Linked DNA regions of Gossypium hirsutum: region 1 is linked to region 2. A link is a contact called in public Hi-C data. All regions are on one chromosome and are shown on one strand. The core of a region is the stretch at or near the end of the contact, and the rest is flanking DNA. Distances in the headings are between cores, read along the strand shown. Region 1 has its middle 17 kb from the start of LOC107899538. Region 2 holds the start of LOC107899536 (tRNA-specific adenosine deaminase TAD2).

Evidence for each region. A called contact is a pair of places that touch in the nucleus more often than the background predicts.
Region 1: a Hi-C map of leaf shows a contact between it and region 2, with 2.5 times the contacts expected there. The contact joins the enhancer-like site here to the promoter of LOC107899536 in region 2. A contact is called at or near these places in 13 of 34 Hi-C or Micro-C datasets (anther, callus, fibers and 4 more).

The regions. Positions count from the first base shown.
Region 1 is chrD04:48,329,921-48,332,766 of Gossypium_hirsutum_v2.1, forward strand. No RefSeq gene overlaps it. Among protein-coding and RNA genes, the nearest start is that of LOC107899538, 17 kb to the right of the region's middle. Within about 2 kb of position 1,526, at least 3 of the 9 cell types and tissues checked have an H3K27ac peak or open chromatin away from gene starts, as enhancers often do. A contact at or near this core is called in hypocotyl and leaf, where this site is marked.
Region 2 is chrD04:48,274,431-48,277,241 of Gossypium_hirsutum_v2.1, forward strand. LOC107899536 (tRNA-specific adenosine deaminase TAD2) reads left to right here and starts at 1,289. Exons shown (of 10, transcript XM_041090745.1): 1 at 1,289-1,511; 2 at 1,818-1,916; 3 at 2,415-2,459; 4 at 2,563-2,600. The coding sequence starts at 2,415.

The DNA of each region.
Region 1 (2,846 bases), core at 276-2,775, 56 kb after region 2:
AAAGGCATTCTTGTTGTTGTTTTGACATACCAGACAAGAGTAGGTGACAAGAGTTGGTGGTGGTCGTTCGTAAAGGGCTTCGTAGGGTGTCATCTGAGTGGTGGTTTGATAAGCTGTGTTGTACCAATATTCTGCCCAAGGTAACATCGCAACCTAGTTGTAGGGAGTATTTCCTGTGAAGCAACGGAGGTACATTTCAAGACATTTGGTAAGGACCTCTGTCTGGCCATCGGTTTGAGGGTGATAAGGGGTACTCATTGCGAGAATGGTGTCATGTAGACGACGAATTTTCTTCTAGAAATATAGAATAAAATGAGGATGTCGATCCGTGACTATTGTGCGGGGAATGCCATGAAGACGGATAATGTTCGTAAAAAAGGTCGATGCAATCGTGAGACTCAAAAAATCATTAGGAAGGGCTAAGAAATGTCCATATTTGGAGAGACGATCTACGACCACCATGATAGTAGCTTTCCCTCGTGAAGGTGGTAACCTGGTAATAAAATCCATAGAGATGTCTTCGAACACCAAAGTTGGAATTGGCAGAGGTTGAAGTAAGCCAGCAAGGTGCAAGGATGAGTCTTTCATTTGTTCACTGATAGAACATTCGGAGACAAATTAGTGAACATCACCACACATTCCTTTCCAGAAAAAAATTGAAGAAAGTCGATGGAATGTTCGAGTGATTCTTGCATGTCCACCTATCAGAGTAGAATGAAACTCGCTTATGAATTGGTGCCGAAGGGGGGAATCAGACGAAATGATAAGGCAGTCGTGAAAATATAAGAGACCGTCGCGATTCATATAACCCAAAAGGGATTCAGGATGGGCACGAAGTTGAGCATGCCAAGTTAATAACTCAGAGTGAGCTTTATTGGCCTCACGTATTGCACAATGATGGCGAACTCCGGACCTATAATAGCAAACAAGGAAGCTACTAGAGGTCGTGAAAGGGTATTTGCGGCATGGTTAAGCTTGCCTGGACGATAGACGATCTCAAAATCATATCCCGATAGTTTGCCAACCCATTTTTGTTGGTCGGGTGTCTGGATGATATACTTCGTGAGGCTTTTTAAGGGCTGTTGATCTGTAACGATAACGAATCGGTGACCCAATAAATATTGCTGCCATTGTGCGATGGCTTGGGTAATAGCATACATCTCTTGATTATAAGTGGATGCGGCTTACAGGTGAGGAGAAAGTTTTTGACTGAAAAATGCAATGGGATGGCCATCTTGAGACAGAATGGCGCCAATGTCGATACCTGAAGCATCAGTTTCGATTGTGAAGGGCTTAGAAAATTTTGGAAGTTAAGAGTATAAGGGCTGATGCCAATAGTTTCTGTAATTTAGAAAAGGCTAGGCTTGTTGTCGGTGTCCACTTAAAAGAGTCATTTTTAAGTAAATCAGTTAATGGGCCAACTATTGTTGCATACTTGCGAATAAAAAGTCGGTAATACCCAGCCAAGGCCAAAAATACGTGAATGTCTTTGATTGTTGTCAGTGTGAGCAAATTGACAATGGCCTGAATTTTGTCTGGGTCAACCTCAACACCCTCGACTGAAATGATATGGCCCAAGTAGCCCACATATTCTTGTCCAAATAAATATTTGGACTATTTTGCTACCAAATGGTGAGAACGCAAGAGCTGAAGAACCTGTCAAAGAGGGTCCAAATACAAGGCCCACGTTGCGCTATAGATCAGTATGTCGTCGAAAAAGACAAGAACAAATTGTCGGAGAATTGGTTAGAAAATTTCGTTCATCAGTTCTTGAAAGGCAGAGGATGCGTTTGTAAGACCGAATGGCATTACCAAGTGTTGACATCATTTTTTTGGATGAAAAAAGGAGTCGACTTGGATTTTGAAAATAAAAATGAAAAAACGGGAGTCGCCACCGATCTTTTTTGATGAGGTGTAATCGGATCACATTGATAAGTGGTTATTTTTAATAAACAATTTAATTTTATTAAAACAACGAATTTGGTCCACGAAATTCAAAAAAAGGGGTTCGGAAGTCAGTTACGTACGATGAAGGATTAGCACCCTCGTAGCGCCCAAAATTGGTACCTAGTTGATTACTTAATGTCTTAGTGTTGAAAATTAAGAACTTGAAAAATTTAAAAATACGATCCTTGTATTAAAATAAAAATTTTTGGGAAAAGAAGCATGTTTCACGTTATTCGAGAAAAAGAATCATATCCAGTAAGTTAGGACACAATGTCTCGAATTCCCGATACGTGAATAAAAAATGCTAAAATTTACTTATTTAAAAGATATGTAATTATCTCGGGTTTAGAAAAGAGATCATGCCTAGTAAGTTAGGACACGATCTTTTCTTAATTCCCGAGATCATTTAAAACTTGAGTTTAAAAAATTCACGTATTTAGATTTATTGTGAAAATCTAAACCAGTAAATTAGGGTACGACCTTCCCAAATCTAAACACAAAATTTATTTATTCAAAAATCGTAAAACACAATGTTAATATGGGTATCAAAAAAATAATAAATACGACGATGTAAACATAACACGAATAATCACAAAAAAATGATAAATAAATAAATAAAAGATGACAACAATTATACATGAAATAATAGACAACTAGCGCTAACATTTTATAAAAATAATGATGAACACATAAATAAATATAAGATAAAGCAATAATAACAACACAAAAATAAAACTGTAGAAGCAAAAATCTATATATGTATAGATATAAAAATGATAAGATATGTGTATATATTCAAGCATGCATATATATTTATGAAAGTTAAAAATATGTACATAGATATGTACAGACATGTATATAAGTTAAAAAAATAAGTATATATATACACATATATATTT
Region 2 (2,811 bases), core at 39-2,538:
TGCACAGACTCACTGCAAGAGGAATGTCATTAGTGAAAATTAACTGAATTTGATCACCTTTGAGGGACTATGTTTGTGAGAACCATTTATTTGATCTCAAATAAAAATTAAATTAAGTAAGAATCTGAAAGAACTCAAAAAAAAAAATCAATTTATTGATTAAGAAAAAACAATAAAATTTTTATCTCTGTTTATAATTTATATATTTTTAAAAATTATAATTTTTTTATTTATTCCATTTCTTGAGGCCATTTCTTTCGGATCCTTCTTTAGATTTCTTCTCCAAAACCATTACATTTGAGATACGTTTTCTTTCGTTATTTCATTCATTTGAACTCAGTTTTGTGTTCTATGTGTTGTATTTGTTTATGGTTTTACTTCTCTTATTTTTAGGGTTTTGAATATTGGTATTCGGATTGTAGGATTTGGGCAATCGTTTTAATTTTATTTTTCATTTTTTGTTCTTCTTTCAGTAGCTACCAATCATTTCGTCTAAAATCTGGTCTTATTTTTCCTCTTTGTCATTTTTAGCTTTTGCTTCATTTTCTTTGTTCTCTCTTATTGTCTTAGATGGAAAGTGATAATCTTGCACACGTAATCCCAATCATTCTTTTTCTTCCTTTTCCTAGTCCAATTTCTGTATTGTTGTTGCTGTAATTCAGCCCCCCCTTTCTTTTTATAGGCAAAACTTGCTTCGGAAAGCCACATTATAAGTCATATTTAAATGTGTTAGTGGTAGGTAGATAAGCAGTTCGATGTTTTGATAGGATAGGTAGATTGAACATTCTTAAACAACGAGTACCACAATGATAAATTTGTTAATCTTCAGGAGCTACTCATAAAAAATTTAAACATTCTTAAAGAACAAGTATCACATTGATACTAAACATGGTTGTGCTTTGAGATGATTTAGTGGTTGTAGTTCTCATTCCCATGCACCCCCCCTCATTTTAGCATATTGCATGGCCATATAAATGTGTGAATATAATATATATATATACCAAAGCGCACATATTCAAATACATGATATATCAAAGCATATACTCAACATGAATTTGAATTTCAATTCATCGACACCATGTGCTAATAATTCTAACTGAGATCGTAGATGCAAAAGGAAAACAAAAACAACAATTCAAAATAAAGGAAAAGAAAAAAAAATTGTACCCGGTGACCCAAGGGTTGAATAGAAACAATTCAAAGGTACAGGGACCTAGGGTGCAATATTCTCCTTTTCCCTTTACACTTGGCCATTCTAACAATTTCAACTTGCCCAAATTTGTTAAAACTGTTGCTCCACTTCTTCTTCTTCTCTTTGTCTTTCACCTTAGTCCTTTCTGCATTCTCTCCTAAAACCCGTTCCTCCCTTCTGTTGCCCTTTCTTTCTTTTTTCTTTTATTTCTATTCTTTTTTCCTTTTTTAATCTCTGTCCATTGGTCGTCAGTCGGTGTAAGGTCTCCCTCTCTCGTTTTCGCGCTACCGCTGATCAGTTCGCCTTTCTCGGTTCTCAGGTAATTTTTTGGGTTTTTTTTCTAATTATATTTGCTGCGATTTGGGGTTATTGATATTTGACTGAAATCGTTTCTTTAAGATGGACCTCTTCGTCATTTTACTAAAACTGTTTTAATTATGTAGCATTTTGCATCCATTGGCCTTCAATTATGCTGATTTTATCGGCAATTTTGTGGGTTACAAATAGACTCAACCCTCCAATCATATGTCCTTTGAATCGAGTTTAAAGCTGTTGTTATCAGTTAATGTGTAAGAACTTACTGTGCATTTTAAGCATGTGTATCGAGAAGCCAATCAATTTGCAGATTTTATGGCGAAGTCATGAACCAGCAGGTCATATGCTGTTAAGGTTTTTGAAGACCTATTCCCTGAAGTTCAAAAATTATGCTTGAGTGATATGAGAGGTACCAATTATGTAAGGTCTGGTAGAACTTACGGCCCCGTTGCCTTCTTTTAATTATAAAAAAAATAAAAATCTAAAATTGAAGCTGTAAACTGAATTTGTCAATTGCTATCGTCATTTTATCATGTTTGGAAAAAAAATTGAAGCAAACTAAACTCGGTTTGGTCAGTAACGGATCAAAACTAATTTGGGTTGGTTTTCTCGGTTCTCCAACTAAGTCGGTTCGGTTTCAGTTCCTTAAAAAGGGGAAGTCGGTTAAGTCAGTTTTTGATTTTTCTGCACTGACCCGACTGATTGCTCACCCGTAGGTTTTACTTTTCTTGTTTTTAGGTAGTTGAATATTGGTATTTGAATTGCAGGATTTGGGCAGTTGTTTTTTTTCATTTTTTGTTTTTCTTTCAGTAGCTACCAGTCATTTCGTCTAAAATCTGGTCTTATTTTTCCTCTTTGTCATTTTTAGCTTTTGCTTCACTTTCTTTGTTCTTTCTTATTGTCTTAGATGGAAAGTGATAATCTAGCATACATGGAACTTGCAATTCACCAGGTAATCCCAATCATTCTTTTTCTTCCTTTTCGTAATCCAATTTTTATACTGTTGCTACTGTAATTCAGCTCCTCCCCCCCCCCTCCCACCTTTCTTTTTCCAGGCAAAACTTGCTTCGGAAAGCCTTGAAGTGCCTGTTGGGTAAGTATTAATCTCATAAATTTCGTTTCTGCCTTAACCAACCTTCTCCCTTTATTGGATGAAAATATGAATTTAGCTTCTCTTTTGTTACTAATGTAGATTGGCATTGCTTTGCATGACCTGGGAAAAAAACTGAAAATATTATATGAAATACAACACGACACAAATACATAAAGATACCAAAATCTATATAACAGAAATTATTAACTTA